Regions from separate parts of the Pan troglodytes genome. Here region 1 is linked to region 2. The links are chromatin contacts, called in public HiChIP or PLAC-seq maps. All regions are on one chromosome and are shown on one strand. The core of a region is the stretch at or near the end of the contact, and the rest is flanking DNA. Distances in the headings are between cores, read along the strand shown. Region 1 holds the start of ILF2 (interleukin enhancer binding factor 2). Region 2 holds the start of RAB13 (RAB13, member RAS oncogene family).

The links. HiChIP or PLAC-seq counts read pairs in DNA pulled down with a chosen protein or histone mark.
Region 1: an H3K4me3 HiChIP or PLAC-seq map of stem cell-derived excitatory neurons shows a contact between it and region 2, with 9 times the contacts expected there. The contact joins the promoter of ILF2 here to the promoter of RAB13 in region 2. A contact is called at or near these places in 1 of 7 Hi-C or Micro-C datasets (stem cell-derived neural progenitor cells) and 1 of 1 datasets of contacts at active chromatin or transcription factors (stem cell-derived excitatory neurons).

Annotation. Positions count from the first base shown.
Region 1 is chr1:95,510,038-95,516,533 of NHGRI_mPanTro3-v2.0_pri, forward strand. ILF2 (interleukin enhancer binding factor 2) reads left to right here and starts at 3,038. Exons shown (of 14, transcript XM_001142785.7): 1 at 3,038-3,184; 2 at 3,876-3,935; 3 at 4,229-4,271; 4 at 5,489-5,593; 5 at 5,969-6,046; 6 at 6,387-6,489. The coding sequence starts at 3,180. It overlaps TRNAM-CAU (transfer RNA methionine (anticodon CAU)), which reads right to left and starts at 2,852; the gene lies at 2,781-2,852.
Region 2 is chr1:95,193,443-95,200,298 of NHGRI_mPanTro3-v2.0_pri, forward strand. It overlaps RAB13 (RAB13, member RAS oncogene family), which reads left to right and starts at 4,102. Exons shown (of 8, transcript XM_522433.8): 1 at 4,102-4,844; 2 at 6,178-6,238. The coding sequence starts at 4,721. RPS27 (ribosomal protein S27) reads right to left here and starts at 182. Exons shown (of 4, transcript NM_001251997.1): 1 at 143-182. The coding sequence starts at 148.

The sequences.
Region 1 (6,496 bases), core at 1,788-4,287, 320 kb after region 2:
TGGTGGTGCATGCCTGTAAGCCCAGCTACTCGGGAGGCTGAGGCAGGAGAATCACTTGAACCCAGGAGGCAGAGGTTGTAGTGAGCCGAGATTGCGCCACTGCACTCCAGCCTGGGCAATAGGGGGAAACTCACTCTCAAAAAAAAAAAAAAAAAAAGGAGTCCAAATGTTCCCAAAGGTGATAACCTTGGTAAACCACCTTCGTGTTTTGGGCTAGGATCTCAAAAGGCTGCACTCCTAGGGGCAACCTGGGAGTAAAATAAATAGAAAATCTAAGGTCCTGCTTGGTGCCTCACATCTGTAATCCCAGAACTTTGGGAGGCTGAGGTGAGGATCACTAGAGCCCAGGAGTTGGAGACCAGCTTAGGCAACATAGTGAGACCTTATCTCTACCAAAAATTAAAAAATTAGTTGGGTGTGGTGACATATGCCTGTAGTCCGAGCTACTCTGGAGGTTGACACAGGAGGATCGCTTCAGCCCAAGAGGTTGAGGCTTCAGTGAGCTGTGTTTATGCCACTGAACTCCAGCCTGGGCAACAGGAGTGAGACCCTGTCTCAAAAATAATAATAATACAGACCCAAAATATTAAAAGACCAAAATTAAGAACCAAATGATAGATTTAATACTATGTTAGACTAAACTGAGGAGCAAGTAATAAATTGGAAGAAAGGACAGCAGAAACTACCTAAAATGAAGAATGGATAAAAAGGAATGAAAAGCATAAAAAGAGAGGGTTAAAGGCCTTTGCAGTGGCTCATGCCTGTAATCCCAGCACTTTGGGAGGCTGAGGTGGGTGGATCACCTGAGGTTGGGAGTTCGAAACTAGCCTGACCAACGTGGAGAAACCCTGTCTCTACTAAAAATACAAAATTATCCAGGCATGATGGTGCATGCCTGTAATCCCAGCTACTCGGGAGGCTGAGGCAGGAGAATCACTTGGACCTGGGAGGCAGAGTTTGTGAGCCGAGATCACGCGTTGCACTCCAGCCTGGGCAACAAGAGCGAAACTCTGTCTCAAAACAAAAAACAAAAAACAAACAAAAAACAAAGACTAGCCTTGACAACATATAAAGTACCCCATCTCTACAAAAATAAATAAATAAGTAAGCCCGGGGCCAAGGGAGGTGGCTCACACCTGTAATCCCAGCACTTTTGGAGACAGAGGCAGGAGGATCACCTGAGGTCAGGAGTTTGAGACCAGTCTGGCCAACATGGTGAAACCCCATGTCTACTAAAAATACAAAAATTAGCTGGGCAGGGCCGGGCGTGGTGGCTCACGTCTGTAATCCCAGCACTTTGGGAGGCCGAGGCGGGCAGATCACGAGATCAAGAGATGGAGACCATCCTCACTAACACCGCGAAACCCCGTCTCTACTAAAAATACAAAAAAAAAAAAAAAATTAGCCGGGCGTGGTGGTGGGCGCCTGTAGTCCCAGCTACTCGGGAGGCTGAGGCAGGAGAATCGCTTGAACCGGGGAGGCGGAGGTTGCAGTGAGCTGAAATAGCGCCACTGCACTGCAGCCTGGGAGACTCCATCTCAAAAAAATAAAATAAAATTAGCTCGGAGTGGTGTTGCCTGTGCCTTTGAGTAGTCCCAACTACTAGGGAGGCCGAAATGGGAGAGTCTCTTGAGGCCAGGAGGTTGAGGCTGCAGTGAGCTATGATGGTGCACCACTGCACTCCAGCCTGGGCAACAGAGTGAGACCCTGTGTCTAAATAAAATGAAATAATAGAAGAGAGGGTAAGAGACAAAGAGATTACTGGGGGAAAAGTCTAACCCGTCTTTATTTGGAGTTCAGGAAGGAGGGAAATAATAGGTAAAACTAATACTTGAAGAGATAATAGCTGATAAATTTAATAAATGGACGACAAACCTGAAGCCATTGATTCAAGAAGCTCAACAAACCTAAAGTAAGATTTTTTTGTTTTTAAACGGAGTCTCCCTCTATCGCCCAGGCTGGGGTGCAGTGGCGCCATCTCAGCTCACTGCAACCTCCGCCTCCCGGATTTAAGAGATTCTCCTGCCTCAGCCTCCTGAGTAACTGGAATTACAGGAGCCCGCCAGCACGCCGGCTAATTTTTGTATTTTTAGTAGAGACGGAGTTTCACCATGTTGGCCAGGCTGATCTCGAACTCCTGACCTCGGGTGATCCACCCGTCTCGGCCTCCCACAGTGCTGGGTGGCCACAAGCCACCGCACTCGGTCCGCTTTTTGTTTGCTTGTTTTTTAAAAATTAATAATATTTATTTTAATCTGGTTGGTGGTTACGTGGACAGAATACGTTTAGACTTAAGATGTTTACGTTCTGCTGTAGTAAATTAAATATCGAAAAAGTACTTATGGAAGGGAGGTAGGTGAGGGATAAAAGTTTACAAGTTGGGTTCCGTGTATACTGCTCGGGTGATGAGTGCACCAAAATCTCACAAATCACCACTAAAGAATTTATGTAACCAAGCTGGGCGCTGTGGCTCACGCCGGTAATCCCAGCACTTTCGGAAGCTGAGGCGGGTGGAACACCTGTTTCCATGGACATGGAAAACCATGTTTTCCACACTAATTCAATCAATATACTCCTCTCCTATCTAAAACCTGTTTCTCCTGCTTCGAGTTTGTAGACGTGCAGTGTTCAAACTCCCTTTTCCCCATCAACTTCAACTGCTAGTGGCAAAAATAGCTGGTATTGGTTGCATTTTTGAGGTAGGACAATTGGCAAGATATTTTCCTTTACTAAAGAAACGTAGATTACGTATGCCATACAGGGCAATGAAAAAACTTCGATAGCAGAGGATGGTTTCGATCCATCGACCTCTGGGTTATGGGCCCAGCACGCTTCCGCTGCGCCACTCTGCTATCTAGAACTAAAATTTCTCATGATTGTTATAGAACACTACATAGTCGTTGTCCTGACTTCTTTAGTGCCACCTAATGTCTGATCAAAAATTCGTCATTACTATAGAACCAGTTCTTATTGGCTAGTTCCTGACACAGTAGGCGTTTTTTATTGGTTCATAAGCCCGGTTTGACAAAGTAAGCCAATAGGCATAAGCGATGGGGTAAGGCGGGAGCCAATCGCGCCGGGTTTTATTGGGACACGCCGGCAAGACGCCTCTTCAGTTGTCTGCTACTCAGAGGAACGGGCGGTTGGTGCGGCCTCCATTGTTCGTGTTTTAAGGCGCCATGAGGTAAGTGGGTCGAAGCGGTCGAAAGGTTTCAGGTATTCGACGGAAAACTTTGTGAACGTGGGCCGAAAGAAGTCGGAGTATCAGAAAGGGCCATGTATCCGGGGGCTGGCCAAAAACCTGAGAACTCCTGGTCTAGGATAGTGGGAGAGATGGAGCCTGGTAGAGGCGGGGAAACTTGGGCCCGGGATGGGGTTCGGGCCCAGGAGTGGGGAGGCGGGTTCGACACCTCTGTCTCTGAAGGGTTGCGATGAGGGGGTGTCCTCAAGCCCCTGGAGGAGCTCCCCACCTTTCCCCCGCCCCCGTCATCCGGGCTGAGAATGCTGGAGCGAGCCGCATTCATCCTCAGTGCGAAGGCCTTGACATTAGGACACGCCCGATAAATGTGTACATTAGTGAAGAAATGAGCAATCTTTAGCCTCCGAAGTATTAGGATTCGTGTGGCCCAGGATTATGGGTTATTAAGGGTAGGGCTCACTGTCTGAGCCCCATCATTACTTGAGGGGGTTGTGATTAACTTAGAGGAGGTTATGGGGGTGTAACTGGGCACCATTTGGAATGGGGAGAAGTGTAAGTGTGAGTGGGGTCTCTTGCCTACCGTTGGGAGGTTCCGAGGGATGAAAGTAGCCAACCTAAGATGATATGGCCGGTGGGTATTCCTTCAATGAGGTCAAAATAAAATCTGCATTTCTAGGGGTGACAGAGGCCGTGGTCGTGGTGGGCGCTTTGGTTCCAGAGGAGGCCCAGGAGGAGGGTGAGTACCAGCTTTTAGCATCTCTGCACTTGGTTGTTAGTTTCTGCTTGTCATCTAAATAGGAGTTTTGGAGTAGACTAATGTCACTTGGTTTTGCGAGAGCCAACTATGGTCTTTTCCTGCACTCCTGTTAAATGAATTTGGCCCCACTATGCTAAGAATGATTCTTTCCCTCCCCGGAGACTTTGTCACTCATTCTGAGGACTGACATGTTTTCAAAATTGTTGGCGTGTTATTTACATCTCGGCTTGATTCCTACCTAGGGAATAATTTGGCTGTTTTTCATGTTTTAGGTTCAGGCCCTTTGTACCACATATCCCATTTGACTTCTATTTGGTGAGTACCTTGGGTTAATGATACACATTTTCTGGTCACTGTTGAAATGGAGCCCAGTATCTCCCAGTTAATGAAGTTAGATGGTGGTTGAAGAGGGCAGACACAGTGCCTCACGCCTGTAATCTCAGCACTTTGGGAGGCTGAGGCAGACGGATTACCTGAAGGTCAGGAGTTTGAGACCAGCCTGGCCAATATGGTGAAACCCCGTCTCTACTAAAAATAAAAAAGTTGGCTGGGCATGTGTCTAATCCCAGCTACTTGGGAGGCTGAAGCAGGAGAATTGCTTAACCCGGGAGGCGGAGGTTGCAGTGAACCAAGATGGCACCACTACAAAAAAAAAAGATGGTTGAAATAGGGAGGGAAAGTGATTTGTGAAAAGATTTGGGGTTTTGAGTCAACTGTGTGTTGCTTTACATACAGAAACAGTGTAAGCATGGTGGAGAGAATAATTCCTTGGCTACTGTTGGCATTAAACATGATTATAATCTTTGTTCTGAACAAGTAATTGTATTTATGGTATATCTGTTACTATAAAGATAGTGATAGCTTAAATTATGGCTATTCCAGCTTTTATCCTTGTTTGAACTTTTTTTTTTTTTGAGACAGTCTCACTCTGTCACCCAGGCTGGAGTGCAGTGGTGCAATCTTGGCTCACTGCACTGAACCTGGGAGGCAGAGGAATCAGGACCTCTGCCTCCAGGGTTCAAACGATTCTCCTGCCTCAGCCTCCTGAGTAGTTGGGATTACAGGCACCTGCCACCATGCCCAGCTAATTTTTGTATGTCTGTTTAGTAGAGACGGGGTTTCACCATGTTGCCCAGGCTGATCTTGAACTCCTGACCTCGTGATCTGCCCACCTCAGCCTCCCAAGGTGCTGGGATTACAGGTGTGCCTGACCCACTGTGCCTGGCCTTTGAATAAATTTTTTTTTTTGAGGCAGGGTCTCACTCTGTTGCCCAGGCTGGAGTTGCAATGGCGCGATCTCGGCTCACTGCAACCTCGCTTCCTGTGTTCAAGGGATTCTCTCACCTCAGCCTCCCAAGTAGCTGGGATTACAGGTGTGAGCCACCACGCCCAGCTAATTGAACAAATTAAGCAGTAAAAACAAGTGTAGAATTTTCTGTTTTTAACCTTTTTCTGTCGTAGTAATAGAAAAAACAATCTCTCCTGTATATTATCTTCGGCAAATAGAATGTAGTTGTTTACTTCTGGTTTAGTGTGAAATGGCCTTTCCCCGGGTCAAGCCAGCACCTGATGAAACTTCCTTCAGTGAGGCCTTGCTGAAGAGGAATCAGGACCTGGCTCCCAATTCTGCTGAACAGGTATGTTCTTTTGGCTGTCTTCCAGAAATGTCTCTAAAGCAGTTAAAAGTATTGGTAAAGAGTAACTGTTGGTAAGGTTAAGAATGGTGTTAACAGAGCCTGAAATCCACAAAGGGTTTAATTGTTCTCCTTATTTCTCATTGTGGGTGGAGATAGCCAGGTGGATATATAAACAAATTAGATATGCATTCTTATTTTTACTGGGGACAAAGAGTTGTTCTCTTCCCATATATTCAAGGCCAGAATGAAGTGTTTTTAAAGCCCTATGTCAGTATTGAGTCAGCTTGTATGGAAGGGATTAGGAGAAAATATTCAAATTCTGAGAAATTGCTTATAATTTTTCATCTTCAAGTATTGTTTCATACTGTTTTTCAGGCATCTATCCTTTCTCTGGTGACAAAAATAAACAATGTGATTGATAATCTGATTGTGGCTCCAGGGACATTTGAAGTGGTGAGTTTTTGATGATTTAGTTTTAGGAAAGGGCACCTTTGGTAGTGTGGAAATTGCCTTGGCTCTTGACTTAATTTTCAGTTGTCTATTATCCAAAGCCAAGACTAAAATGAGAAAGTACAGTGGAATTTCTTTGTAGTACTGATCTTGGGGACAAGACTTGTATCATTGTTATGCTAGCTGTGATGTATCAGGCTTTCATGTGGTGGTTTTGGGGGTGATTTCACCTCTGCTACTTCTTAATTTGGGTAACAGGTAGCTGTGTTGTAACAGTTCTGGGAGGACCTAGGCACCTTTTTTTCTTCTAAATTGTTTTTCCCCGAAATCCTTTTTCCAACAGCAAATTGAAGAAGTTCGACAGGTGGGATCCTATAAAAAGGGGACAATGACTACAGGACACAATGTGGCTGACCTGGTGGTGATACTCAAGATTCTGCCAACGTGTGAGTG
Region 2 (6,856 bases), core at 2,852-5,351:
GTGGGCCGCTGCGGTCCCTGGAGTTAATGTCCTAAGAAGTGCAGTGGGTAAATGAGGACCCTCTACGATCCGAAATCAGCGTGAGGGGAGAGTTCGGACAGAACAGCGAGATCTCCGCCGAAACCTGGACCAAAGCACTCACAGGCATGTTCTCGGGTGCGTAGGTCGTCACCGCCGGAAAGGAGCGAAAGCGGAAATCCTGCCCCTTATATTGAGCACACTACAGGAAATGACGCAAGGATCTTGTGCCACCATGTTTGGAAGGTCTTACTTTGATCCGCCGCAGTGGGGAGACAAGGGAGCTGCCATTTTCGGAAGGTCTTTAACTGTTAGTTGTGACACATATGCGTCACCATGTTGAGAGGGTTACCTTGCTAATTTGAGGTCAGCGTTTGATCACTATCCAGGGATAAATGGACACTTTTAAAATTTTGTGCCATACCTTGACAGTTGGAGCCTAATAAATAGGAAAGGTTGAGGAAAACACCAGGGAGAAGGAGCCATATCCAGGACTTCCGTCCTATTTTTTAAATACCTATATTCTTAACTCTTTTTGTATTGGTTTAATTTAACAGTTTAGGCCGGGCGCAGTGGCTCATGCCTGTAATCCCAGCACTTAGGGAGGCCAAGGCGGGTGGATCACCTGAGGTCAGCAGTTCAAGACCAGCCTGGCCAACATAGTGAAACCCCGTCTCTACTAAAAATACGAAAATTAGCCAGGCGTAGTGGCACATGCCTGTAATCCCAGCTACTCAGGAGGCTGAGGCAGGAGAATCGCATGAACCTGGGAGGCGGAAGTTACAGTGAGCCGAGATCCACTCCAGCCTGGGTGACAGAACAAGACTCTGTCTTAAATAAATAAATAAATAAATAAACAGGGGAGACATGGTTTGGTCAGTGAAAAGAAATAGGGAAGACTCAAGGAGATAATGAGAGGTGAGAGAATGGACAAAAAGAGATTGAATAGTTTAGCTTGAGAAGGGACAAGCATGGACACGGAAGGTGATGGGGATAAGTGAAAGACGCCTTCTTTTTTTTTATTTTTATTTTTATTTTTTTTTAGACACAGTTTTGCTCTTGTTGCCCAGGCTGTAGTGCGATGGCGCCATCTCGGCTCACCACAACCTCCGCCTCCCGCGTTCAAGCGATTCTCCTGCCTCAGCCTCCCGAGTAGCTGGGATTATAGGCATGCGGCACCATGCCCGGCTAATTTTGTATTTTTAGTAGAGACGGGGTTTCACCATGTTGGCCAAGCTGGTATTGAACTCCTGACCTCACGTGATCCACCTGCCTCGGTCTCCCAAAGTGCTGAGATTACAGGCGTGAGACACCGCGTCCAGCCTTTAATTTTTTATAGGCAGCCAGAATAGGCTCGAGAGAGACTCCCTTGAATAATTTTTTCTTGCCCGGGCGCCGTGGCTCACGCCTGTAATCCCAGCACTTTGGGAGGCCGAGGCGGGTGGATCACGAGGTTAGGAGATCGAGACCATCCTGGCTAGCACGGTGAAACCCCGCCTCTACTAAAAATACAAAAAATTAGCCGGGCGCGGTGGCGGGCGCCTGTAGTCCCAGCTACTCGGGAGGCTGAGGCAGGAGAATGGCGTGAACCCGGGAGGCGAAGCTTGCAGTGAGCGGAGATCGCGCCGCTGCACTGCAGCCTGGGCGACAGAGCGAGACTCCGTCTCAAATAATAATAATAATAATAATAATAATAATTTTTTCTTTGCCGGTCGCGGTGGCTCAGGCCTGTAATCCCAGCACTTTGGGAGGCTGAGGCGGGCGGATCACGTGACGTCGGGAGTTCGAGACCAGCATGGCCAACATGGTGAAACCCCGTCTCGACTAAAAAAAAAAAAAAAAAAAAAAATTAGCTGGGCGTCGTGGCAGGCGCCTGTAATCCCAGCTACTTGGGAAGCTGAGGCTGGAGAATCGCTTGAACCCAAGAGGCGGAGGTTGCAGTGACCAGAGATTGAGCCATTGCACTTCTGCCTGGGTGACGAGCAAAACTTTGTCTCAAAAAATAAAATAAAAATAAAAACAAAGGTTGGGCGCAGTGGCTCACGCCTGTAATCCCAGGCCTTTGGGAGGCAGAGGCGGGTGGATCACCTGAGGTCGGGAGTTCGAGAGCAGCCTGACCAACATGGAGAAACCTCGTCTCTACTAAAAATACAAAATTAGCAGGGGGTAGTGCGGGTGTCTGTAATTTCAGCTACTCGCGAGGCTGAGGCAGGAGAATCGCTTGAACCAGGGAGGCGGAAGCTGCGGTTAGCCCAGATCACACCATTGCACTCCAGCCTACGCAACAAGAGCGAAACTCCACCTCAAAATAAACAATAAAAATTAAAAAAATAAAAGTAAAAATAGGCCGGGCGCGGTGGCTTACGCCTGTAAACCCAGCACTTTGGGAGGCCAAGGCGGGCAGATCACGAGGTCAGGAGATCAAAACCATCCTGGCTAACACGGTGAAACCCCGTCTCTACCTAAAATACAAAAAATTAGCCGGGTGGTGGCGGGCGCCCGTAGTCCCAGCTACTCAGGAGGCTGAGGCGGGAGAATGGCGTGAACCCAGGAGGCGGAGCTTGCAGTGAACCGAGATCGCGCCACTGCACCCCAGCCTAGGTCGACAGAGCAAGACTCCGTCTCAAAAAAAAAAAAAAAAAAAAAAATAGGGCCAGGCGTGGTGGCTCACGACTGTAATCCCAGCACTTTGGGAGGCCGAGGCGGGCGGATTAGAAGGTCAAGAGATCGAGACCATCTGGCCAACATGGTGAAACCCCATCTCTACTAAAAATACAAAAATTAGCTGGGCGTGGTGTCGGGCACCTGTAATCCCAGAGGATTACAGGTACTCCAGAGGCTGAGGCACAAGAATCGCTTGAATTCGGGAGGCGGAGGTTGCAGTGAGCCGAGATTGCGCCACTGCACTCCAGCCTGGCGACAGAGCAAGACTCTGTCTCAAAAAAATTAATTAATTAATTAATTAAAAAATAAATAAAAATTTTTTTGAGACAGGATCTTACTCTATCACCGAGGCTGGAGAGCAGTGGCATCATAATCGTGGCTCACTACAGCCTTGGACTCTTGGGCTCAAGTGATCTGCCCACTTCTGTCCCCCAAGTAGCTGCGGCTGGGACTACAGGCCACACCACCATGTATGGCTAATTTTTTTTTTTTTTTTGTCGAAGCAGTCTCACTATGTTGCCCAAGCTGGTCTTGAACTCCTGGGCTTAAGGGATCCTCTCACGTTGGCCTCCCAAAGTGCTGGGATTACAAGTGTGAGCCACCGCAACAGGTCTTAGATAATATTTTCTTTCTTTCGTGTTTCGTATTTTTTTCCACCCCCAGCACACATATAGCAAGAATAATTTTTTTCTAAAGGCAGAGATAAACTTGTTTCTCTTTTACTCTCTTTCTTTCTTTCTTTTTTTTTTTTTTTTTTTTTGAGACGGAGTCTGGCTCTGTCGCCCAAGCTGGAGTGCAGTGGCGCAATCTCGGCTCACTGCAAGCTCTGCCTCCCGGGTTCACGCCATTCTCCTGCCTCAGCCTCCCAAGTGGCTAGGACTACAGTCGCCTGCCACCACGCCCGGCTAATTGTGTGTGTGTGTGTGTATTTTTAGTAGAGATGGGGTTTCACCGTGTTAGCCAGGATGGTCTCGATCTCCTGACCTCGTGATCCGCCCGCCTCGGCCTCCCAAAGTGCTGGGATTACAGGCGTGAGCCACCGCGCCCGGCAAACTTGTTTCTTTATACCCGTGTTGTTCATATTTCAGCTTCCTGGTTACCAAGGCTGCACATTCATGGCCGATTGAGTGAGATTTCAGGAGTACTGCACCTTAAGTGGGCCATATTAAAAGATCCACGTGAAGAATGACATTTTTAGTTCAAATCTCTGTTTTCCTAAGCTATTTGGTCAGAGAAATCACACATGGGTCCCCATAAGAGAGATCGTTCCAACTGAAGCCCCAGGATGTGTCTAGGGAGGCTGTGTGTGTTGGGGTGGTGGGGCCGATTCTGTATAACTAATTTACGTTTTCACCCTGTTCCACCAGGGGGCAGACTGACTCAACAAATAACCTACTTCTGCGCATCCCGCTTTTTTCAAAGTGAATTGGGACCCATAGAACTAAGGGCTTGGACAACTAACAGTAAAATTCTAGGACTGCCTTTTACTCAGCCCCAGAAACCGATGATAACTCATCTTCTAGCTTCGTTGAATAGCATCTCCAAAACTCAGCCCCATTTTTTTTTTTCAATTTCTAGTGCTCTCCCTACCTTCACCCTTATTCCCAAAACTCTTGGTTCTCTTCCCCAATCCCTCTAAAATTTCTCTTCTAAAATTTCTGGTCGTCGTGGTTAAACCTCTACTTCCCTTCACCCCAGCCTCTCTGGCCTCAGAATGGAAGAGTAAGGTCCTAAGAGGGGAGCTACAATTACCGAAAGGCTGTGGAAAATAGCGAGAGAGACAGGCCGGCCTAAGCTAGGAAGGGAAAACCGAGAGAACAGAGGCCGGGCTGGCAGCCTTGGCCTGCTCAAAAGGGTGGGCGGGCAGGGGGTGGAGCCCGGAGGGGTGCCGCCTCTCCTCTTTCCCGGAGCCTGGGCGGAGAGGGAGGAAAACTTCTTCCTGGCCTGGGCTCCGTGCCGCTCTGTTTGCCAACCGTCCAGTCCCGCCTACCAGTGCCGGGCGCTCCCCACCCCTCCCCCGGCTCCCCCGGTGTCCGCCATGGCCAAAGCCTACGACCACCTCTTCAAGTTGCTGCTGATCGGGGACTCGGGGGTGGGCAAGACTTGTCTGATCATTCGCTTTGCAGAGGACAACTTCAACAACACTTACATCTCCACCATCGGTGAGCCCGCTGGCCATGTCCCAGACCCCGACTCTCCTGTGACCTCCTTCTCCGGCTCCCGGATTACTAGTGACCCCACTTTTCAGTCCCCTTAGAGTAAGGCTCCTAAATTCTAGTCCCTCAACCCCTAGCTCTGACCCTTCCCCCATGCATGTCTCTGTATAGTAACCAAACCTCTCACCTCTCTGAGGCCTTCAGGTAACTCTTCAACTGCTGCCAGCTCCTCATTTTCTTGGTACCATCGCCTTAGTCTCCCCGAATCCACAAGAACTCTTCTCTATTTTTCTCTGTTCCCCTCTTCCCCTACCCCCACCACCTAGAACTCTCTCGATCCACTCTCCATGTTTCCTGTATCCCTGTCCGCCGCATCTTTTTCTCCCGATCCGATCCGCTAGCCTCTTTCTGTCTTGCTGAGCTTCAAACTCTCCCACTGTGTCCCCACCTCACCATCTACTTCCCAGGTTCCCTGCCCCAGTCTCCCTGCACCTCAGCTGAACAAGGGTTTGGGAAGGGTGGAACAAGGTGGCTGGGTGTGCTGGAGGGTGGCCCAAGGACTGTGATCATGAATATGCAGCCAGCTTGGTGAGGAACGTGGAAATGAGGGGACTTTTGGGGTCTCTGAGTCAGCCTGGTGACTCATCCTCCTCCCAGGGGCCCCCAGCAGGCTTGGGGGAGGTGCCCAAGTTTCTACTAAGAAGAACATTGTCTCCCCTCCTCCCTTCTCTTCTTTCTTCATCTCCTCTGGCTTGGGAAATAGACAGGAAGAGTCTCACGACAATTCTGGTTACAAAGGAAAAGGAAAAATGCCCCTCTCTCCTAATTGTCTCAAAAGTAATCCTGTTTAGCCTCAGACTTTCCTAGTGCCAAGTTTGGCCCACTAGTTAATTCACATAGACTGGCTTCAGCTACTTTTTTCCTTACTCTCTACTAGGAGGGTAGGTGGGATACCAAGAGTAGAGGGCTCTAAGAAAACAGAGAAGAGGAATGTGAAAGTAATATCTGGGGGGAGACAGAGACTGAATTCAGAGAGTTGTCAGCTGGTATAACTGAATGGACCCAAGAGGCAGCCTAAGGATTTTAAGCCTCCATGCAGAATTTTCGTCACCTTTTCCCTCCCAAAATCCATAAAATGTACGTAAAAATAGTATTCTTGCTATACAAATACAGCTTTGGGAAAATTCTCCTAGCTTGGCATTTCCAACAAGATTGCTCCCCAAGTGCCTCCCCTGCAGAATTTCTGGTGCCAGCACTGCTCCGTTCCTGTCCCTTCCATCACACAGTTTTACATGTGTGCATGCATGTCTCAACTTCAGTGCATACCTTCCACCCCTAGGAATTGATTTCAAGATCCGCACTGTGGATATAGAGGGGAAGAAGATCAAACTACAAGTCTGGTAAGTCAGTCCTCTGGGATGCCTCGCCAGACTTCCCCATTTACCTCCTACACGTTTTTCCTTCTATTTTGTTTCATTTCTCTTCCTTTCCCCATTGCTCCTTCTAGAAGTGCTAGAAGGAGCACTTCTGGCATTTCTCCGGATGCACTCAGCTGTCCTTCCATCTCTCTTCCTGCTCTCCCAACTAGTTGCAACTCTTTTGTAACTCTTGCCTCCTCTGGCTGCAGAGCATCCTCTTAATTTGACAACAAACAACTGTTCAGTCATAACATGGAAACAGGCTGTGAGCAGTTAAATGGCAAAGGCAGAATTAAGACTTGACTCTAAGTCTAGTGTTTTCTCCAAAATATGGTGAGCCCAGAGAGCCAAATATAGACCCTGAAGGTGTTTAAGTGGTATGAAGCTTAGTGGAGGCATTATGCTATGACATATAAGAGCAGACTGGTGCGCAAATCTGGTTCTTTTAGTTATCTCCTGCCTGACCTTCATTAATTATTCAGCCTATCCAAATCTGTTTCCTCTTTTTTTTTTTTGAGACAGAGTTTTGCTCTTGTCACCCAGGCTGGAGTGCAATGGCACAATCTAGGCTCACTTTAACCTCCGCCTCCTGGGTTCAAG